Regions from separate parts of the Arachis hypogaea genome. Here region 1 is linked to region 2. Evidence: chromatin contacts called from public Hi-C data. All regions are on one chromosome and are shown on one strand. The core of a region is the stretch at or near the end of the contact, and the rest is flanking DNA. Distances in the headings are between cores, read along the strand shown.

Region 1 (5,919 bases), core at 693-3,192, 86 kb before region 2:
AAAGGATTGTGATGTAGTTTGTAATTTTTTTTTGTTCTAAACCCCGTATAAATACCAAGAAAAAGAGAAAAAAATAGTTTACAAGTAGAAGAACTTAACAATCTTCAGCAGACAACATCCTTCTGGATAACATTAGCAAGCTGAACATCAGACCCCAACCATTTAGTTTTTATAATATAATGTAATTATAGTCAAAATGTTGTTAACTATATTTGCAAACTGATTAAGGGTTAAGTACAATTTTGGTCCCTAAAATATAGGTTGAAAATTTTTTTCGTCCCTAACCTTTTCTTTTCATACAAAATCGTCTCTAAGGTTTAAAACTAAGTTTTAAAATTATTCTTTTTGTTAGGTACCAGACAAATGACACAGCAAAATATAAAAATAAAAAATTAGAAATTTGTATAAAATATAAAAACAATTGAATAACTTTCTTTGAGTATTACAACTTCTCTCTATCACAAGGTGGCTACAATAACATTTTCTCTTAATAAAAGGAGAACACACTTCTCTCTACATATATAGGATAAAACTATTCAAAGAAATATTATGTTATTCTATCTAGATGATATGATTGAAATGAATTAAAGAAAAACTCAATTTATAGGTGAGTGTCTTCAATATGAACCATCTGTCAATTAGAGGTATATAATTTTTCTCTTTTTCAACCATTAAAATTCTAAGGTTATAAACTAGGATTAGTTATTACCTTTCATTTTATTTAGTGATTATTTATTTATTTTTTTATAAATTAGCTTTACTAATTTTCACACTGTTTACTTAAATATTAAAATTTTGGACTAAATTATCCATAACAAAAAAATTATAAAATAAAAAAAATAAGAGAAAGAGAGTGTTTTTACTCCTGTAATGGGAGAAGGGAAGAAGAAGAAAGGGGAAGAAAAAAAGAAGAAACTGTTCACAATCCACCTCTGCCTCTCTGCCACCACTTCTGTATGATTTTGGTCCTTAAGTTAAGAACGATTTTCAAACCAAATTAAACCTTAGAGAAGATTTTGTATGCAAAAAAAGATTGAAGATAAATCAAATTTCTGACCTATACCTTAGAGACTAAAATCGTACTGAACCCTACTTTTAACTTATGACAACTATTTATTTAGTTTATTCTACCTTATAAACTCATATTCAACAATTTAAAAAATAAAATTCTTAGAACTATGACTTCTAAGAAAAGCATTAAACTAAAAGATAAATAAATAAATAATTGCATAATTCTTTTTTTTTTAAATCTTACACTATACACTCATACACACTAGAAACGGTTCATATTTTCTACTCTTTGGATTCAATTCTAGAAGTAACTTGATGAAAGGCCTAAATATATTCTATTTATACCAAGCCTCAATTGCAACTGCATAATTTCAGTAGTTGCTAACTTGCGACCTTTTGTCATATCTCTCTTTTTTCTTTTTCTGGTCAAAAGGTGATATCTATCTAGGCAAAGTATTTGATGGAACTCTTATAAAAAGTTCTATCAAATTGAGTTGACTAAAATATTTATAAATTGGGAACAAAACTCTTAAAAATTTATTAACGACCCCTTCAACCTTTCTTTATCATGGTTGTAATTCTCACCATACTCTATTTTATCCACATTTTACACAATTTAAAAATTAGACTCAAAATTGAGAACACACTAATCTTAATGACTTAGTGCAAAGGCTAATATTCTTCTGAGTTAAAAGATTTTTTTTTCGCTTAACCTCAACCATGAAGAAGAGGCTGATAAAAAATTGTTAAGCATTTTATTTCCGATCCATAAATATAGAAAAGTGAGATAGGACAAATTTTAAATATTTTAAACAGATTCATTTGATAAAACTTTGTGAGAGTTTCATGAAATACTTTGCCATCGAATATGGCCGTTCACACTCTCTCTTGGGCTTCTTTTGTGTTACGATGTACAGCACACTACCAACGTTTTTGTTATTGATTTTGGATAGACACTGCATTTTGCTTTTGCTTATAGCTTCCCCATTTCAAGTTGAGTATTATATATAAAAAAATGACTCATCTCCAAGTCCTTTTTTTTTCTTGGGTATGTGTGTGAGGCTCCCGCATACTTATCAAAACCAAGCCAATAAAAATTCCATCAAGATACCACCCAAAAAAAAAATTCCATCAAGACAATAGGATTATTGTTTAATCTGTAAGTTACTAGCTAGTTGAACACTTGAACCACTTTAAGTTTTAATTATATAAATTAGATATAAAATTTTAGCATGTAGGCATAGTATTTTTGCATTTTTATTGTAATTAAAATCTATTAAAAACCTATTTTCTATATTTGTCTCATTATTCCTAAAAATATGGTGATGGTAAAAATATTCCTAAAAATTCTCATATTTAGTAGCTTCAAAGTATACTTTCTATAGATGAGAGAGAAAGCTTTTTTAAACGGTTTAGTTTTTTAAGCATATTCAAATTTAAATGTTGAAGCCAAAACGTGAGTTTTGTTAATGGCTTTATGAAGTAAATATTTTTTTGCCTTCAGTGGTTTGTAACTAAAAATGAGACACTCGAATTCTAAGATATGCTAGGTTGTTTCTGAGATAGTTAAAATGCTTTTGAGATTATATTTTTTGATATTTAGACTATTTTAAGTTTAAAAGATATCTAATTTTTTTATGTTACTTAAGAAAAATATTTTAATATATTTTACATTTGAACAAATGTTAACTAATATTTAATAAAATTTATTAAATTATATTTAAATTTATTAATCATCAAAATTCAACGATAAAATATTGTGACCCTCTCAAATTCTTCGGTTTTTTTTTTTCATCACTTAGTTGTCGCTTTTAAGCTTAGTGCTATTATTGCTGCTTAGTTTTGTGTGGTCATCACCATTACTATTTGTTCAAGTAGGCTTTGATTTCTCCCTCCTAGCCCCAATTAATTTAGAAAGAAACTTTACCGTTGACAGTCCTGAATAAAACCATTCATTTTGAATTGTTTTCATTTTTGCATAATTTTTGTAAACCTTTTTTTTTGTGCTTCTAAATTTTGTGGCTTTCCTTTGCTACTATTATTAATTATGACATTATTTTTTCTTTCTAACAAAATGTCCACCAATGTTGATGTTATATCTAATGTTAATGTCAATCAATATGATGGAAGTGAATTCCTCTTAAACAATTATTTCCTCATAGTGATTAAAAATATGATGATGTCAATACAATTTTGGTTGATGTAGAGGTCGAAAATTTATTTCGTTCTCAGTCTTTTTTTGGTTACAAAATGATCCTAAAGGTTTTAGTTTATTTTAAAATTATCTTTTTTACCAAAATTTTTTTTATTATCAAATTACTCCTCTCTAAAAAATTATAAAGTAAAAAAAGAAAGGGAACGACGAGAGGAGGAAAGAGAAGCGGGTGAGGAAAGAAAGAGAATGGGGGAGGGAGGGAAGAGAGGAGAGGGAAGAAAGAGAATGGGGGGAGGGAGGGAAGAAAGATAATCGGGAAGGAAAGGTGGGTGGGGGGGAGGGAAGAAAGAGAATCTGGAAGGGAAGGTAGCGCCGCCGCTCCTCGCGGTGCGGTTTGATTCGGTTTTTGAGGGAAAAGTCATCCGATCCGATCGTCTAATTAAACTGTGGTTCGGTTTGGTTCGATTTTTTTGTCAAGACCATCCAAACCAAACCAAACCAATTAAAATCGGTTTGGTTTGGTTCGGTTTGTTCGATTTTTACAATCAATTCAAAAAAAATACTACCATACTATTATGCAAAGTCATAACATTGAAATCGACAAACAAAAATATACAATAACTAACAAAGTCTTGATCTAATGAAATTTAACGACAACAGAATTCAAATACGACAATTAAAGAAATTTAATAGTTCAACAATCAACACAACTGAATAAAAATAAATTGTCATTAAACTGATAGTAAAGTTATGGTGTCTTCTCCAACAAAATAGCTAAAATTCTTAATGTAAACCAACCTGAAATAAAAAAAAACAGTTACATAATAATAATAATAATAATAATAATAATAATAATAATAATAATATAAGGAGAACAATTCCTACACCAAGATGTACTCAATCAGAAGTGAAATTTCTAATTTGGCTTACTCATAATCAAGGCTTTCAATAGCGCTGAGGTTGGCACCAATTATAGCAATCTGGGAGGTTGTGTTAGTCCTTTTAACAAGCAGTGGCTCTGAATATGACATGTTCCTTTCCGAAAACTCCGACCAATTCCTCCGAATTTTGCCCTTCCCATCCAACAATATACCTTCATTTTCAATGTCATGTAGTACATCACCATCACCATTGCTTACACCATCTTGTTTGTTCTCCATCTCCTAAAGTCGTAGCAAAAACTACACTTTTGGGTGAGTGCCACAAAGTTGTATTAATCAGAACCTGCAATTAAATTACCAACTTCACACTAAGCATGTGATCTTATATCATATAGCACATTAACAACACAAAATGTGGACAATTTATTTTTATTTTTTCTGGATCAACAAACAGTTGGCAAAACATGTGACAGATATTATTTTGAAGGGTACAGCTCATAACACACAAGTTCTCAAATGTAAACCACAGTAATCAACAGTTTATAATCCAAGATACTATGGATAAGTGTTGGATCAACAAACAAATCCAAAATGAGAAGAACATGAAAAGCAAGTTCCTTGATTTCATGCATGCAGCAAAATCTGGTAAGGGTATGAGTAGAAACCAGAAACTATGTGATCAAGGGAAGTATATCCACTGTTAGTAACCCATCTTTTAGATCCAATCAAAACTTGAACTTTGCTGGTTTTGCCTAAAAAAAATTGGCAATCAAATCCAGGAAGCAATTGAACAATAAAATGAACAATAAACTGAGACAAGCAATTGAACAATAAAATGAACAATAAAATGAAAAATAAACCGAGACAAGCAATTGAACAATAAACAGCAACCAGCAAGGCAGCAACAATACCAACAATAAAATAATTCATCAATAATTCAATACCAAGTTACCAACTTTAACCTAACAAACACTCAAACAAAAAGTACCAACAATGCACTAGTAAACAGCAAATGGTAAACATTACCTGAATCGGTGGCTCGGACTCCATATTGACTTGGGAGGAAGGCTGAGTGGGAGACTGAGCGGTGCTGGGTTGAACTGATGATCGGCCAGAACCCAGAAACGCTGCTGGGTGGTGGCGTCTCAACGGCGGCGGCGTGGTGCTGTGCTGCCCTGTTGAGTCAGTGGGCGATGGCGTCGTGCTGTGCCCTCTCTTCTGGGTCAGTGCTGTGCTGCCTTCTGGGTTAGTGGGTGGCGTCTCCGCGAAGAGGAAGGCTTCGACGCCGGGATTCGGAGGAGCGAGAGCGACTGAGTAGTGATAGATTGGGGAGATTTGAGTGCGCAGGTTAGGGATTGGGGATTTGGAGAAGAGAGAGCGAGAGTAACTGAGTAGTAGAGACTAGAGAGCACAGGTTAGGGATTGGAGATTTGGGGGTTAGTGTCAAGGATGGCTGGGACGCTCTCACACTCGCGCAGCAGCTTCATTCGTTTGGGGGGTGGGGGTCTAAGGAGTGGGGGGTGGGGTTAGTCATTTTTAGGGTTTTTTCCGAATCGGTTCGGTTCGGTTCGGGTTTTCAAAGTCAAAACCGAAAACTGAACCGAACCGCACAAAAAACAGCAAAATAGGTTTTTTTATTTTTTCGGTTTTCGGTTAATTCGGTTCTCGGTTATTTCAGTTCGGTTCGGATCGGTTTTGAACACCCCTAGCTGCTGCGCCCGCCGCCGTCTGTGATGAAGAAGGAAAAACCGGGTTTAGTATCGCCGTTCGCCGTTTTTGCCTCTGTTTTTGTTTATGTTTTTGCTTCTTCTGGTTTTGCTTTTGTTGTTGCTTCATTATCCATTGTTGTTGTTGGTGTTGTTCTTCTAGTTG
Region 2 (5,201 bases), core at 1,463-3,962:
GTGAGTCCGAAACAGAGCAACAGAGGAGTAAAAAATAATAAGTACAAAAAGCTTAAATAATAAAAGTAATAATAATAACAATCAATAGTGTAAATTAAAGCGGTGGTAGCCAGAGATACCAACATCATTAAGGATATTCAATAGCTTAGAAACCTACCAGGTGGAGAATTGGCCACAGGTGGACCCATCTGATGTCGGAAACTTAGCTTTTCATCATGATCAAGCTCTTGATTTGTTTGAAGCACTAAACTGAAAGGTATAAGCTAATATCATTTATCTATTCATGCATCAATAAAAGAGCTAAAGTCAACATTTAACTAGAAACGTTAGATGATCTTACTTTAATGTTCTTGCTGGTATTCTTGGCAAGGAACCACTCAGATTATTGTAGGAGAGGTCTCTACATATATTTTTCAATTCATTACAGTTAGTATTCAATTTTATACCTAGAAATCATTAGTTTTATAAGGAAAAGATAACATTAATGCCAAGGTAACAAAGACCTACACAAGTGTTAAACCTTCTATGTTGCTTAAAGACTGAGGACACGGTCCTGTAAGGCTGTTATTATTCAACCGCCTAGCACCAACAAGAACACATTAAATGGAGTAAGAAACCAAATTTCATAAGTCCGAATAGAAATAAGTATCAAACACAATACTTTGAACAGTTAGAATCTGTAACATAAGTAACTTACAAATAATTCAGGTTCTTGAGGCCTCCCAAAGAATTCGGTATCTCGCCACTAAATTCTACAAGGGGCTCAAAAAATAAATTGTCTGTTGTTGTAAAAGGGCCTGCTGCAATAATCTGTTACGCACCAAGAGCATGTGTATAATACAAATTATTGACATAAATATTCTTCATATTATCACAAAATTATTTTTAAAAAGAACATGAGATCTTTTAAAATCTATAATATGCGTCAAAATGCAAGTAAATAAATAGCTACAAGGTTTTGCTTCACATGACTGCCTTATAACCATACTTTGGCTTGGCTAATTAAAATGTTAGTAATTTGTCATTGTTAAAAAAGAAATGATAGTAAAATTCTATAAAATTTTACCAAAATACCAAAAATGGAACCTAGTGCATAATATAATTTTATAACAGAGCCAATGACTAAGAAACGAGTAGAGTAAATACCATGGACAACTCTGTCTTTTTAGAAGTAATATCAATTGGTTGACTTTTATCAATAGCAAGCTTCTTTGCTGGATTCAAATCCTTATCATCAGCAACAGAGGTAGGTAGTATAGAATCTACCAATTTAGATGCAACTAAGCAATGCCCACTAGGATTATGCCCTTGAATACCAACAACCTATCAAAAGATGAGATCCTTGTTTCATAACCCATAATTCCAGCACAATTTTTTACTTTCAAAGCCTGAATTTAACCTGCCATGCCATTATCACCTGACCAGGAAAAGAATAATCCATAGATGTCTTCCATGCAATAATATGATGAGTTTAGCTAACAAAAAACTAATAAACACCCATGGCATTAGAGAAGATTGCAAGTAAATCAGTGTGATCCTTGTCAGTAGTCCTATTGCAATATAAGACTTTAGAGTGTAAGAAAGAACAATTTATGATGAACTTCTAAGAGATTATTTTACAACTTTATAGTGAGCTAAATCATTGTCAGCACTCAGCAATAAAACAATGATAAAAGTATCAAATACAGAAGAAATCTCCAACTGTACAGCACAGTGAAATGCCATGTATAGTTGTTTTATCTCAATTAATAGCTCTATCTAATTTTAAATTATGACCTCCCCATAGTATAACTACAAACAGAATGATTCATTTTATCTCACGGTGAGCAAAAGAATGCTTCAGTTACAATGACAAAATATATATAATATAAACTCACTTTGTCTCTATCCAACTTTAATATTTTAAGCTCCTCCTGAAAGGACTTGTTCAATTTCTGTTCCTTTGACATTTAAGTGTAGAATCAAATAAGAAAGGAGGGTTAAAAAGCATGGTTCCTTATCAAGAATTACCTCTCGGAGAGCTTCAAGTTTCCATGAACAATAGCCGAAACTTTCTGCAGAAGGTTTACTTCTGCAAAGACATCAAACAACGCATGTAAGTAGCTAGAGCGGACAGCACCAACTATTGCAGATCTCAATATCTCAATATCTCAACAGATTTGTAGAAACTTAACAGTAATTTTAAGTTAATTAAGAACAGATCTCAATATCTCAACAAATTAAAAAATGAATGAAGTTAATTAGTATTATTTTTATTTTTTCTATGAAATTAGCAGCAGCAACAGGGAAGGGACAGGGCTAGGGCTAGGGATAATGAAATCAGAATAGAATCACAATGGAAGGGGTTAGGGATATGGACGAGAAGGAGGCGGATGCCTACCTGAACTAACGGCGATGAGAAGAGATGATGACAAACCTCCGGCGAGGAGAGAAGAAGCAGCGACGAGAGCGGCGCGGAAGGAGCTCGTAAGACAAGAGCACGGCGGAGAGAGGTCGTACGACGATGGCAACGAAGGGAGCAAACGCGATGAGGGCGACGGAGGGAGCTCGTGTGACGTGAGCCGCGACGGCGGTGATAGCGGAGGACGTCACATCTTCAACGGAGAGAGAAGGCAGGGAGTAAGGAAAACGTGAAAAAGTGAAATGAACCATTGGAAGTTTCGGGAACCTACCTCCTTATTCTAATATTTTCGACGGAAAAGTTTAAATTACAGACAGATTTTCTGTCTGTAATAATTTAATAAAATGTAGCATTTTGTCTATTTAATTACAGACGAATTTTCCGTCTGTAACTATTTCCTACGAAAATAAATTAATTTTACCGACAGAATTATCGACGGATTTTATTTTCCGTCTGTAATTTATGCTAATTCATTTTTTTTGTTTTCCAACAAAAAAATCTCTCTGAAATTCTGTCTGTATTTCCGTGGGATAAAATCCGTCGGAAATATCCGTTTGTAATAACTAATTTTCTAGTAGTGAGAAAGGATATAAATTGTAATGGAATTCGATAAAGTGATCTTACTCAAGAATGATGTATTCATAGAAAAAGGATATTGTACTGAAGACTTAGTATTAATAAAGTGAATATTTCTTTGTATATTATTGATTCTTGTGATTTTTGGCATAGTAGATTAGCACACTTAAATTATAAATCAATTATATATATATATATATATAGATTTTAGTAACAAGGATTTTAATAAGAAATGTGACATTTGCATATAATTCAAAATTACTAAAAAATATTTTTCTAAATTTAAAAAAAATACACATTTATTAGAATTGATTCATAGTGATATTTGTGAATTAAATAGCAATATTATTAGAGGAGAAAAAATATATTTTATAACTTTTATTAATGATTGTTCTAGATTTATTTATATATATATTTGCTTAGAAATAAAGATGAAGCTTTTGAAATGTTTAAGAAATATAAAATGGAAGTAGAAAGTATGTATAATAAGAAAATAAAAGTTCTTCGTAGTGATCGAGGTGGAGAATATTTTTCTAATGAATTTGATAACTTTTGCGAATTACATAGTATTGTGCATGAATCTTCCGCAACAAAATGGTTTGGTAGAAAGAAAAAATCGTACCTTAGTGGATATGGTTAATTCAATGTTAGTAAATGTAAAATTATCTTACAATTTGTGGGGTGAAGCATTATTGACATTATGTCATATCCTTATGAAATTTGAAAAGAAAGAAAACCTAATTTGAATTATCTGAAAGTATGAGGGTGTTTAGCCTTTTATCGAGTTCTTGATCAAAAGAGAACCAAATTAGGGCCAAAGAGTCATAAAAGGAACTTTCATAGGATATGCTCAAAATTTTAAAGCATATAGAATATTAGCCTTAGTGTATGATGTAGTTGTTAAATCAAGAGATGTAGAATTTATTGAAATAAATTTTTGAATGAGTCAACTTCTAGTTCAGAATATCCTAAAATGATACTAATATTTCACAAGAAATAAATAATCAAATAATAAACGTCTAAGCGACAAAGGATTGATTGAACCAAGGAAGAGTTTGCGAGTGAGAAAAGAAAAAAACTTTGGTCCATATTTTATTTCTTCTCAAACTATCACCTTTTTGGTAGAAGGAACTAAAATTTTTGTGACAAACAAGATTCCTATTGTAATGAACATAGAAGGTGATCCTCAAGCATTCAAAGAGGCTATGACTTCAAGGGATTCTACTTTTTAGAAAGAAGCAACAAATAATAAAATGGACTTAATATTATCAAATAATACTTGGGTCTCAAGATCAAAACCTATAGGATGTAAGTGGGTATTTTTAGAAAAAAGTATAACACTGATGATTTATTACAAACCCATATAGCAAGGTTAGTAGCCAAGGGGTGTAGACAACAAGAAAGTTTAGACTATTTTGATACCTACGCACTTGTGACAAGGATGACTTCTATTAGGACTCTTATAGCATTAGCATCCATTCACAAACTTCATATACATCAAATGGATGTTAAAACAACTTTTCTAAATGGATATCTTAATGAAGAAATTTATATGGAGCAATGGAAGGCTATGTGCTACCCGAAAATAAAAAAAAGTTTGTAAATTAATTAAGTCTTTGTATGGCGTAAAACAATCGTCTAAATAATGGCATGAGAAGTTTGATTCAATGGTGTTATTAAATGGATTCTCACGTAATAGTACGGATAAATGTATTTACTCAAAATTTACTAAAGATTATAGAGTAATTATTTGTCTATATGCTGATGATATGTTAATCATCAAAAAAATTTAGAAGGAATTCGTGTAATGAAGGAGTATAACTTCTAAATTCAAGATGAAGGATTTGAATGAAGTTGATACAATATTAGACATAAAGGTGCATAAGAATGAAGTTGGCTTTACTTTAAGTCTATCTCATTATATCAAACATGTATTGAAAAAGTTTAATCATCTCACAATTAAAGAATCCAATACACCATATGATCTTAATTTTAAATTAGAAGAAAACATAAATAGACCTATAGCACAATTAGAATATGCTAGTGCTATAAAAAATTTAATGTATACAATGTATTGTACCGGACCTCATATAGCATTTGCTATGTACAAATTATCAAGGTTTACAGAAAAACCTAGCAATCAACATTGGAAAAGCTATTACAACAGTTTTTGGTTATCTCAAGAAAACCATAAACTTGGAATTATATGATAGTGATTATCCAG

What was found. A called contact is a pair of places that touch in the nucleus more often than the background predicts.
Region 1: a Hi-C map of an unstated tissue shows a contact between it and region 2, with 5 times the contacts expected there. The contact joins the enhancer-like site here to the promoter of LOC112697136 in region 2. A contact is called at or near these places in 4 of 8 Hi-C or Micro-C datasets (leaf and an unstated tissue).

The regions. Positions count from the first base shown.
Region 1 is chr6:100,153,659-100,159,577 of arahy.Tifrunner.gnm2.J5K5, reverse strand. It overlaps LOC112697138 (a long non-coding RNA gene), which reads right to left and starts at 5,555. Exons shown (of 3, transcript XR_003151081.3): 1 at 5,074-5,555; 2 at 4,097-4,390; 3 at 3,740-3,964. Within about 2 kb of position 1,942, at least 3 of the 3 cell types and tissues checked have open chromatin away from gene starts, as enhancers often do.
Region 2 is chr6:100,068,781-100,073,981 of arahy.Tifrunner.gnm2.J5K5, reverse strand. LOC112697136 reads right to left here and starts at 2,712. Exons shown (of 11, transcript XM_072197398.1): 1 at 2,381-2,712; 2 at 2,011-2,071; 3 at 1,147-1,323; 4 at 698-810; 5 at 508-579; 6 at 341-400; 7 at 158-249. The coding sequence starts at 1,149.